Linked DNA regions of Hordeum vulgare: region 1 is linked to region 2. A link is a contact called in public Hi-C data. All regions are on one chromosome and are shown on one strand. Each heading gives the region's core, a stretch centred on a gene start, on an enhancer-like site or on the middle of the called end of the contact. The rest is flanking DNA. Distances are from core to core; before and after follow the strand shown. Region 1 holds the start of LOC123426634 (arogenate dehydratase/prephenate dehydratase 6, chloroplastic-like). Region 2 holds the start of LOC123426630.

Region 1 (5,476 bases), core at 2,301-4,800, 610 kb before region 2:
TCGTCCACGGTAGTGGCTGCCGTTGTTGTTGCGCTGCGCGGGCGTCGTGCAGATGACGCGTCCCTGTCTTTGGGGTCCAGCCGGTTAATTAATCAGTGATCCTTTCGTTTTTATATCTTTTTCGGGAGTACACCTTTCGTTTTTATATCAGAAGTGATTAATTCGTTTGGGTTTGTCCCACCAAAAACACGTGGGTGAATGACTTGTGAGTACCATATAGTACTAGTATGTTATTTCTGGGAGTAGTTCACCCTCCTTTCTTTGAAAAGCAACCCACCACATCTTGACCGGATCGACCCATTTTATTTACATCGTGAGAGCAACTTCAACGAGGCAACTTATTTTGTCCGCCTCCGTGTGTTTGGATCGGTGCAGACAAAAATGATGATCCAATGCGTCGATTCATTGTCAAAACATATCCGTTTCGCTTCCACGACGACCCATTTTCGGTCCAAATTTAATACTGAAATGCGTCGGCACAGACGTGCACGCGTTTCCTCGGTGTTCGCCCTCAACCACCGCGGTCAACATAATTTATGACGGCCGTCATCCTCGGCCCACACGTCAGCAACAGCTGTCTGCCTTTTTTAATTCGAGCTTGCGCTGGGTTCCGCCATCTGCTTTCAGAACCCCCCCCATCCACATCCAGCCACCCCTCTGTTTCCTCGTCGACGACCCAGCAGCCATGGACAAGGGCGACAACCTCGTCATCTATGCCCACGAGATGCTGCCAGAGGAGGTCGCCTACCTGCAGGCTAAGAGGGCGATGCACCAGGCGCACGAGCGCGCCCGTGCTACGTCCGGCTTCTTCCAGAACACCCGCGTCGTTCACCCCAACGTGCTTCTTTCAGAGGAGGCCGTCTACCTTCAAGCTAAGATGACGCTCCGTCTGACGAGCGAGCGTGTCCGTGCTGTGCCATCGCTGACACCAGCACTACCCGCGCCAGCACAACCTGTCCCCGCTCCGGCACAGCCCGACCTCGTCGCCGCCACCGAGGAAGCCTAGTTTTTTTTCTTTTTCATTAATAATGTAATGCGTGGACTCTCGTCAGCCTTCGTAGCCGGCTTTTTTAATGTTTAAATTATGCATGTTTGATGTACGTCGATAAAAATGAATTGACCCAGTGTTGGACACATGCCTCGATCCAAACGTCGAAGCGGACTTTCGTGTTCGCCTGGTCGACCTAAACGAATAAAATCGCCGTCCGTTTGGGTCGGCCGTTAAAGTTGCCCTGACCATTCCAGTTCGAAGAAAAGTTCGTGCCCATTGCAGTTCCAAGAAAAGTTCGTGCGTGCGTGTGTGCGTATGCGTTCGAGACGACGAGGCACGAGGACGTGCAACTAACTACCAAAACAAAAGGCTACAAGCAAAGCCCAAGAGCGAGGACGAACGTGCCCCCGCCACCTACCACCCTCTTTGTTTTGCCACAGCACGTCAACGTAGCCACAAATTCCTTGCAACTTTCGTTTTCGCCCGACAAGTTGTTTCGGGACGACACAGGCAACGACATGAGTTCATGTGGAGTTTTGATTAAAAAAAAAGAAGAGTTCATGTGGAGTGGAGTACTAGTATTCCTTCTATTTCAGTTTATAAGTCCGACACGTGTATCTAGATAGTCAATTTAACCAACTTACTAAGAGTCATATATTATAAAAAATATATCATTAGAAACTTTAGATGTTCTATTTTTTAATGGTATATTTTTTATGTTAAACAATGTACTCCCTCCCTTCCAAAATATAAGACATTTCAGATTGCACTATAAACTACATACGGATGTACATATACATATTTTAAAGTATAGATTCATTCATTTTGCTCCATATGTTATCCCTAAAAGGTTTTATATTTTGGAACGAAGTGAGTATTTTATATAAGTTAAATTGACGACCTAAATATATGTGCATGCTTTATAAACTGTGATGGAGGGAGTAGTATTCCACTGCGTATTAACTGGCTCAAATGGCACGATTTTACAGGTATTATGACAACAAGAACATCGAAGAACAAAACTAATTACCCCAGCTGCCAACGAGGGAGGAGTGGGACGACATGACCACAAATTAACCGACGTCCCTACTGCTCCACTGATTCTCCAGGGAGCTACGAGTCGGACGATGTGACGGTGGAGGAGGAGCCAGCGGTCATGGGGGTCATGTCCATCGGGTAGCTCCCGAGCACCCGCAGGAATGACGTGAACTCCTGGACCTCGGCCAGCGCGTTCTGCGCCCGCGGCTCCGCGAGGGAGGCCTGGAAGTCCACGTAGAACATGTACTCGAAATGCTTTGCCGTGCCGCGGTTGGCGTCGTCCACCAGGCGGATGGGCCGGTGGCGGTGCGGCCGGCTCTCGATCTTGGTCAGCGTGATGTCGCGGAAGGCGAAGGCCGAGAGCACCTTGAAGAGCACGGAGGTGCCCTCCTTGTCGTGCGCGAACACGATGCTCGTCTTGAACGGCCTGTCCGTGCGCGGCACGATGGGCTCCCTTGCCAGCATCACGAACCGGGTCACGTTGCCGCAGTCGTCCTGTATTCCGTCGGCGAGAATCTCCATGCCGTACAGCTCGGCGGCGCGGGACGACGCGATGGCGGCCGTGTCGCGGAGGCCGTTGGTGGCCACGTACTCGGCGGCGCCAGCGGTGTCGTCGAAGGCCTCGCGGACGACGTTGAGGCCCATGCGGGTGATGGTGTGCTCGCACTGCGCCAGCGCCTGCGGGTGGCTGATGACGCGGGTGATGTTCTCCTTGCGCACGCCCGGGAGCGCGAGGAGGCAGTGGTGCACGGGGAGCTGCACCTCGCCGACGATGTGGAGCCGGTGGCGGAGCAGGAGGTCGTAGTTACGGTGGATGCTGCCGCCGAGCGAGTTCTCCACGGGGAGCACGGCCCGGTCCGCGATCCAGAGCTCCACGGCCTGGAACGCAACCTCGAACTGGTCGCAGGGGATGGCGTCGCAGCCCGGGTAGGCCTTACCGGCCGCCTTCTCGCTGTACGCGCCCGGCACGCCCTGGTACGCCACGCGCAGCTCAGAGCCGTGCATCGGCGCCGGGGACAGGTCCGCAATCCGCAGCGGCGCCGGCAGGTTCTTGGCGGCGCCGTTAACACCGCTGACGGGGATCAAATCGAGCACCGCGCCGTTGGGGGCCGGCGCCGGCGCGGCGTGGCCGTTGACGGAGTGGGGGCCGAGCGCGGCCACCTTGCTGGAGAGGACGGCGCAGCTGCTCAGCCACTCGGTCCGGCCGCCGACGGCCGCGCCAAGCGAGCACCTGACGACGCGGCCGCTCCTCCCCGGAGCGTGGACTGCCAGCCTGGGATTCTGCCCGGCGGGCGCCTTGATGAAACTCGCGGCGGCCATGACCAGTAACGGCACCGATTAGCTAGCTGTTGGTCCGTTTCTTGGCCTGGAAATCTGCCTGGTAGTAGAGTAGTAGTACAAACGATGCCGATAGCGCCGGGTAACTAAAAGGTAATTTGAGAGAAACTAAAAGAAACTAGTACTGGTAGTCGAGTAAGCTTCGATGGGGAAGCTGAGAGGGGAAGGGGATGGTGGAAGGGGATATATAGGTGGCGATTGGTTGGTTTGTGTTGCGGGCTTGAGCTGGAAGGAGGGAAGCGGGGTTGGTGTGGACCGTGTGGTGGCCTGGTGGGGACGCGTGGGGCAACGGATTCACGACTCGGGAGTCAGGACTGATACCATGGGGGGTTGGTTGGGTCAGCGTCAAATCAAAATGTGTATCTTTTCGGGTAAATATATCGAAAGGTCTTGGCCTGCTTCACCAACCAACTGAGCCGTCCCGAGGGGTAGAAGAAACTCAAGGAGAACGTGGCGTGCATCCCCCCTTCCCTTGTGGTCGCGTGCGCCGGCGGCTTGTAGCCGCGCGCGCCTGCCTCCCCTTTTCGCCGTCGTTTCTTAGATCGCCCGGCGAATCACGGCGCCAGGTGCGTGCCAAGCACAGTGAAGACTGCTGCGCGCTGGATGCCTATCTAGATTCCTCTGCATTTTTGTCTTGGTAGGGAGATATTTTTCTGTATTGATTTTCGACGATGAATCCCTACAACAAAACATGGCGTGGAGTAATTGATTTACTTTTTTTAGTCTAGCATTTTTTTTCATTCTATGTATATCCAAACTGACATTTGGTTCATTTTTTTTTGGTGCGTCCTTTGATGCGTCCTGTGTCGGTGTTAAAACTGACAGATCTCGCATAGGAGGCCCGAACTGTGAGATCGGATCGAAGGTAATAGGAGACAAAGAACAAGGTACTTTTACTTCGGCAGCCACCGCCCTCTCCTCCTCTATTCTCCACGCTGTCGCGTGAGGGAGCCGACGGCGAAGCCGGCTTGGCTCCCGAGGACGGCGGTGGCGGGGCTCTTGTCGCTCCTTCCCTTCTAAGCGGTGCTCCTGGGCGGAGCGATGGGTCTGGTAGTCCCGGCGATGGCGGCGCCCATAGTCGGCAGTTTTGGCGATCGGTGGGCAAGATCCGGTCTTCCCATGCGTGTTGTTCGCCGTCTCCTTTGGCTCCACAAGTTCGTTGGTGGTGGTTGTCCCAGAAAGTCATGGCCACCGCTATCGGCTAACCTTTCTCCCGCGCCTCCCCTCGCTCTCATATGCGTTAATGTTGATCCAACAAAAGAGCGCAAATTACCTTGTCTTCTCCTTTGTATAAACTACCTTGCAGATTTCATTTTAGCCCACGATACTCTTGCTCTACCATTATTATTACATCATTCGGTCGTGCAAGTGAAAGGTAATAACGACGATATTTGGTGAGGTGATCGTGGCAAAGGAAGCTGGTATGAACTCTTGTTGTTTTCCATTTTTGTAAATATATTTACCCCGTTTGATCTTCATTTAGTATATCATGAGTAAACATGTTTATGAGGACAATTAGAGATTATAGTTTCTCATACCATGTTTAAATAGCCAGGAGTGGATACTGATTCATCTTATGAGTTAACATGCATAAAAATGGTTATGATGTGGTATGGTAGTATGGTATTTCCCTGTGAGTGACTCGAGCGGCTTGACTTGGCCCATATGCAAACATGTAGTTAATTTAAAACCTATGCAACCTTCATGATATTTAAATTCAGAGTGTTAATATCCTACTCTAATGATCAATGTTAACTATTCATAATGCATGATTATGACCGTTTTCGCTCTCTAGCTGATCTCTTCTAAATCTATTGCTAGCCTTCACCTGTACTAAGCGGGAATGTTGCTTGTTGTTAGAGCATATATCTCCATATGTGGTTTTGGTAATTGATGACAATTCCTATGGACTAATGGTTGCCTTAAGTTATATTTATAGGATTTGTCCATAGGCACTTCTTGAAGTCCATCTGTTGGGTTCAAGGAGTTTATATGATGACCAAGATGGTATTCAAGGTATTATCCAAAGAATGGTCATAGAGACACTAGGTTGATCAAGATCTCAGACAAAGAGTAAATCAAGATGATCAACACACAAAGCGTATAAGA
Region 2 (4,902 bases), core at 319-2,818:
TATAGCACTCTATACATTAAAACGAGCATGTGAAGAATAGTTACAAAGTAGTTTTATTGACACACAGATTGGACCAGCCTCAACCGATCTGTGCACTGGAACAAAACCCAAGGAAAAGCTATCCATATACTACTCTGTTTGGCATCTTGGTATGCAAGCAGCCAAACTCTTTTAGTTTTGAGAAAGCTAACAATGACATGATTCCAAGATAATTACCCAATCAGATGCGTTGAAGCTCTATCAGTGCCAGTGGCAGCAACCCAAGAGTCAGTGCAGAATACATTCCGACCTCCCATGAGAATAGCCACCTGATTGGACAAAATGCAATATTAGTTTGGCCTGTATCGCTTGATATTTACAAAATGGATGTATAGAATAGTAGAATGAATGTATTCTATTTACCTCAACACCATGGCGGCATGCCACTTGAACTTCTCTGGCAATCAGCATGATAACCTGGCAAGGTCACAAGGCTCTGTGTGAAAAATTCAGCAGAGCAATGAACAAGATCTGTGCATATATTTAAGGAATGGTACTACCTTAGGGTCAACATTATGAGGAGCTTCTCCAGCCAATGCAGTGCCCCCAATCTTCAGAAGTACCCTTTTCCATTTCGGATTCGAGAGAGGAGTCGATCTGGAAAAAGGAACCATGGTAGTAGTGTGGACAGAGCCGGAAGAAGGGCACCTGCATGGATAAGCATTAGCTCGTCTCCAGACTCTCCACCATTAGATCCCCAAATTAATGAGAGCAGAGATGTAAAAAGGAGCCACCTCTTGTTGCTGTTCTGCTGCTGTTGCCGCGGCTTTTCGTCGTTGGTGGCCGGCGGCGGCTTGAGGGTGCCGGGCGATGGGGAGTTGCCCATAATCTGCTCCATCTGCTTGTACCAGGGCCAGAGGCTGGCCGAGGCGGAGCCGGCGATGCGTTGGCACTCTACCTTGTAGCGCTTCTTGAGGTTGTCGATCTTATTCTTACACTGCTCCACGCTCTTGCCCCCGCTGCCCTTGCCATGCCCGTCGGTCACGGCAGCGGCGACGTCCTCCCAGTCCCTCCCCCGGAGATTCCCTCGGTTGAGCAGCTCGAACCGGTCCGTGTATGCGTCTAGGAGGCTGCTGATGGCGCCGTCCGTCCACTCCTCCCGATCCTTGCGGTAGTCCGACGAGACGCCGCCGCCACGGCCCCTCCTCCCCCCGCTGCCGCCGCCGCTGATGTAGGAGCAGTACTCGCCCCCATCGCTGAACTCCTCCGGGCGGTCCCTCCTCCGCTTGGTGTGGTGCGACGCCTTCCCGCGGTCGGAGCTGTGGTTGCCCTCCTCCCGGGCCGGCGCGAAGGGGCCGGCGGCGGAGCCCGCGGCCGGGGCTTCGACGAAGCAGAAGGCCTGGGCCTGCTGCGGTGGGGCCGGCTGGGCGGGAGCCTGGGGAGCGGGGTGGGCGTCACCGAGGAGGCCGAAGTCGTCGTTGCAGGAGGCCATAGGATGGCGCTCGTGGCAGCGTTAGGGCTGCGCCGCGGGCTCCGCTCCCGGCCACGGCGGCGGCGTTAGGGTGACGACGTTACCCCCCGCTCGCTGGCCGCTGGGGGTGGGTGCCGGTGGACGGTACGCAGGTTATGGTGATGGGGAACGGGGGCGACCCACGGTTCCGTTACGGCTTGCTCACGGCTCCGTGACCTTGCCGCGTTACACGTTGCCGCGGAGTGGGCCCTTTCTTTCCCGGAAAAAAGTGAAGCGGACCCACAGGTCGGTCCAATGGGATCAGTGTGGGTGGCAGGCAGACTGAAGAAGTACTGTGTCGTCAGGCCTGTTTCAAGTTTGAAATTTGGGCTGGTCCGAAAGACCTAAAAATCTACAGAAAAAAAACATTGTCTACGATATGCAGCCAGTTTTTATTGTGTACTGAAGTACTGTGCCTCTTTGATTCAAAGCAATTCTATAGAATTTCTGGAGGGTTGAAATACTTTAGGATTTTTTTTTCTTTGTTGGTCTTTTGATTTATAGGATTTGATTTCATAGGATTTTTTTCTATGAAATCTTTTGTACTACATTTCATAGAAAATCTAACATCTACTCTAATCTTTTTTTTACAATTCCTTCGTTTTTTCTATAACACCCATTGCTAATCCTATAGGATTCAAGTGGGCATGCCACTCTAACTCTATACTTTTTCTATTTCTATGTTTTTAAAATCCTACGAATCAAAGAGGCCCTTAAACACAAATTTTCGGACGGAGAAAGCATGTAGCACCTTCGTCTGGTTTCGTGAGGCGCCTCCTTATTTTGGGTTAAAGTTTAACTAATATAAAATTAAAATATACATCATAAAAAAATATTATGGAAAACTTTTTGAAAATACAACTCCAAAATATACTTTTTTACCATATAATTCTATTTTGTTAGTTTTACAAAGGATCAATGTTTGACACAAAGCATGAGGGGGGCCAATAAACTTAGATGGGATAGTATTTTTTTTATTTGCTTCCTTTTGTTTGTATTGATGCATAACTCCACTCACGTATCTTCAATGGGAATTACTCAAATCAAGCACTAATGCGTTCGCGGACAGAGATACAAGAACACGCCATCCAACTGTGCACTAAACTTTAGCCTCATGTTCAACCTCCTCTACTTGACATGTATATGTTAAATCAATTACATACGTAAAAATAGTTGCAAACATGTGCATCACTCCCAAAAAGTATCAAAGTTCAATGAGTTTACATCTAACTGATCCCAAAATTTATCAACCCCGTGAAAATAGTCATATTTTGCATGGTAGTCGGCTATCCATCAAAGATTCTTCAATGTGCAACCGAGTTCTCCTCACTTGTCGGGGCTTTTCATAAAAATTGACTATTCACCCCCCACCCCTCCTCCAGTCGATAACCAGCACTTTGAGTGTTGTCCAACAATTCTTTATTTCTGGAAGTATGCCTCGGGGGATAAATGATATGACTATTGTTCCTTTTCCTAATTAAGGTGAAGAATCCTCGGTTCATAAAGGACTTCCGACCAATTAGCCCATGTAATGTCATATATAAAATTATCTCCAAGTGCCTTGCTGACATACTGAGGTCTCTACTAGATGGTATGATTTCTCCTACCCAAAGTGCCTTTATCGTTGGTAGATAAATTTATGATAATGCTCTCATCGCTTTTGAATGTATGCATTCTTTAAATTCGTTGAAAGATGCTCACGGTAAACTTTGTGCATATAATAAGTTGGATTTCGCTAAAGCTATGACAGCGTGGACTCTAAATTCCTAGAAAGTATGCTTCAAGCATATGGCTTTGCTCCAATATGGATTAAGCGGGTTATGACTTGTGTTACTATAGTGAAATTTTTGTTTGGATTAATGTCCGACTTCTAGAATATTTCCATCCTTCATGTGGCCTTAGGCTAGAGAACCCTTTATCACCGCACTTATTCATTTTTGTGGTTGAAGCCCTATCTTTGTTACATAATGATGCTTCGACAAGAGGGGTTATCCAAGATTTCCGGCTTAAAATATACACACTACATATATCTCATTTACTATTTGTGGATAATAGTCTTCATTTTATAGGGGAAATTTGGATCAAGTCGTGACAACAATAGAGGTAAGTATTTTCCTCAGTGAGAACTAATGTTATCGAACCAATAGAAGGACCACACAATTTCCCCTCTTGAGCACTTGCACATAAAAGAGCACACACATGCACCCAACGCGGGCAAGAGGGTTGTCAATCCCCGTGTACTCGTTACTTGCAAGCGATAAGTAGTGATAGATAGATAGTTTGATAAATATAAACAAAAAATAAAAATAAAGTAAATAATGGCAGAAAGGTATTTAGAGTTTTGTTAATTACATTTGTGAAGGGATCCGGGGCCATAGTTTTCTCTAGAGGCTTCTCTAAAAACATACAGTTGGTAAACAAATTACTCCGGGCAATTGATAGAAAAAGCGGATATTCATGCCATATTTATTCATGGCAATGATAATTACATATAGGCATCACGTCCTTAAGCAAGTTGACCGACTCATGCCTCCATCTACTACTATTACTCCATCCATCGACCAATATCTAGCATGCATATAGAGTATTAAATAAAAGTAGAGCAATGCTTGGCGGACGATGATATGATGTAGACAAAGTAAAACTAATTAATATGAATAAACCCCATCGTTTCACCCTTAGTGGCAGCAATGCAATACGTGCCATCTCCCTTTCTATCACTTGGACCGAGCACCGCAAGATTGAACCCACTACTACGCACCTCTCCCATTGAAGATAAATCAATCTAGTTAGCCAAACCAAACAGGTAAATCGGAGAGAATTACGAAGCTATCATAGTCATTCATATACTCCCTCCGTCCCAAAATAAGTGTCTTAAGCTTAGTACAACTTTGTACTAGAGCTAGTACAAAGTTGAGACAACTATTTTGGGACACAGGAGTGTATGGAAGACCAGCAAGGAAATCAATACGATTGCATGAATAATCTAAACATAAACCCACAATTCATCAGATCCCAACAAACGCACCACACAAGAATGATTATATAAGATATATCATCGTGGGAAACGTGGTGATCTTGGCAATGAAGAAATGTAGAGAGAGAGAGAGAGAGAGATCTAGGTACTAACTACGGACCCATGGGTCTCTCGTGAACTAGTCACACATCACCATGGGAGCAGCAAGGTTGATGTAGAGGCCCTCCGTGATCGATCCCTGCTTAGAACAGGGCTCCAAATGGGCACACGATGGAATAGAGACTTGCAGTAGCGGACAAAGTGTTTCGGGAGGCTCTCTAGGTTTTTCCAGATATATGTGAATTTATAGTGAAGTGAACAGGGCCACAAGAGCTGGGTGGTGACCCCAAGACATCATGGTGCGACCACCCCCCTAGGCGTGCCATGTTGGCTTGAG

Evidence for each region. A called contact is a pair of places that touch in the nucleus more often than the background predicts.
Region 1: a contact with region 2 is called in a Hi-C map of seedling, with 4 times the contacts expected there. The contact joins the promoter of LOC123426634 here to the promoter of LOC123426630 in region 2. A contact is called at or near these places in 2 of 6 Hi-C or Micro-C datasets (leaf and seedling).

Annotation. Positions count from the first base shown.
Region 1 is chr2H:455,170,442-455,175,917 of MorexV3_pseudomolecules_assembly, reverse strand. It overlaps LOC123426634 (arogenate dehydratase/prephenate dehydratase 6, chloroplastic-like), which reads right to left and starts at 3,550. Exons shown (of 1, transcript XM_045110494.1): 1 at 1,911-3,550. The coding sequence starts at 3,349. The coding sequence ends at 2,105.
Region 2 is chr2H:454,555,019-454,559,920 of MorexV3_pseudomolecules_assembly, reverse strand. LOC123426630 reads right to left here and starts at 1,568. Exons shown (of 7, transcript XM_045110490.1): 1 at 774-1,568; 2 at 540-636; 3 at 403-456; 4 at 217-308. The coding sequence starts at 1,471.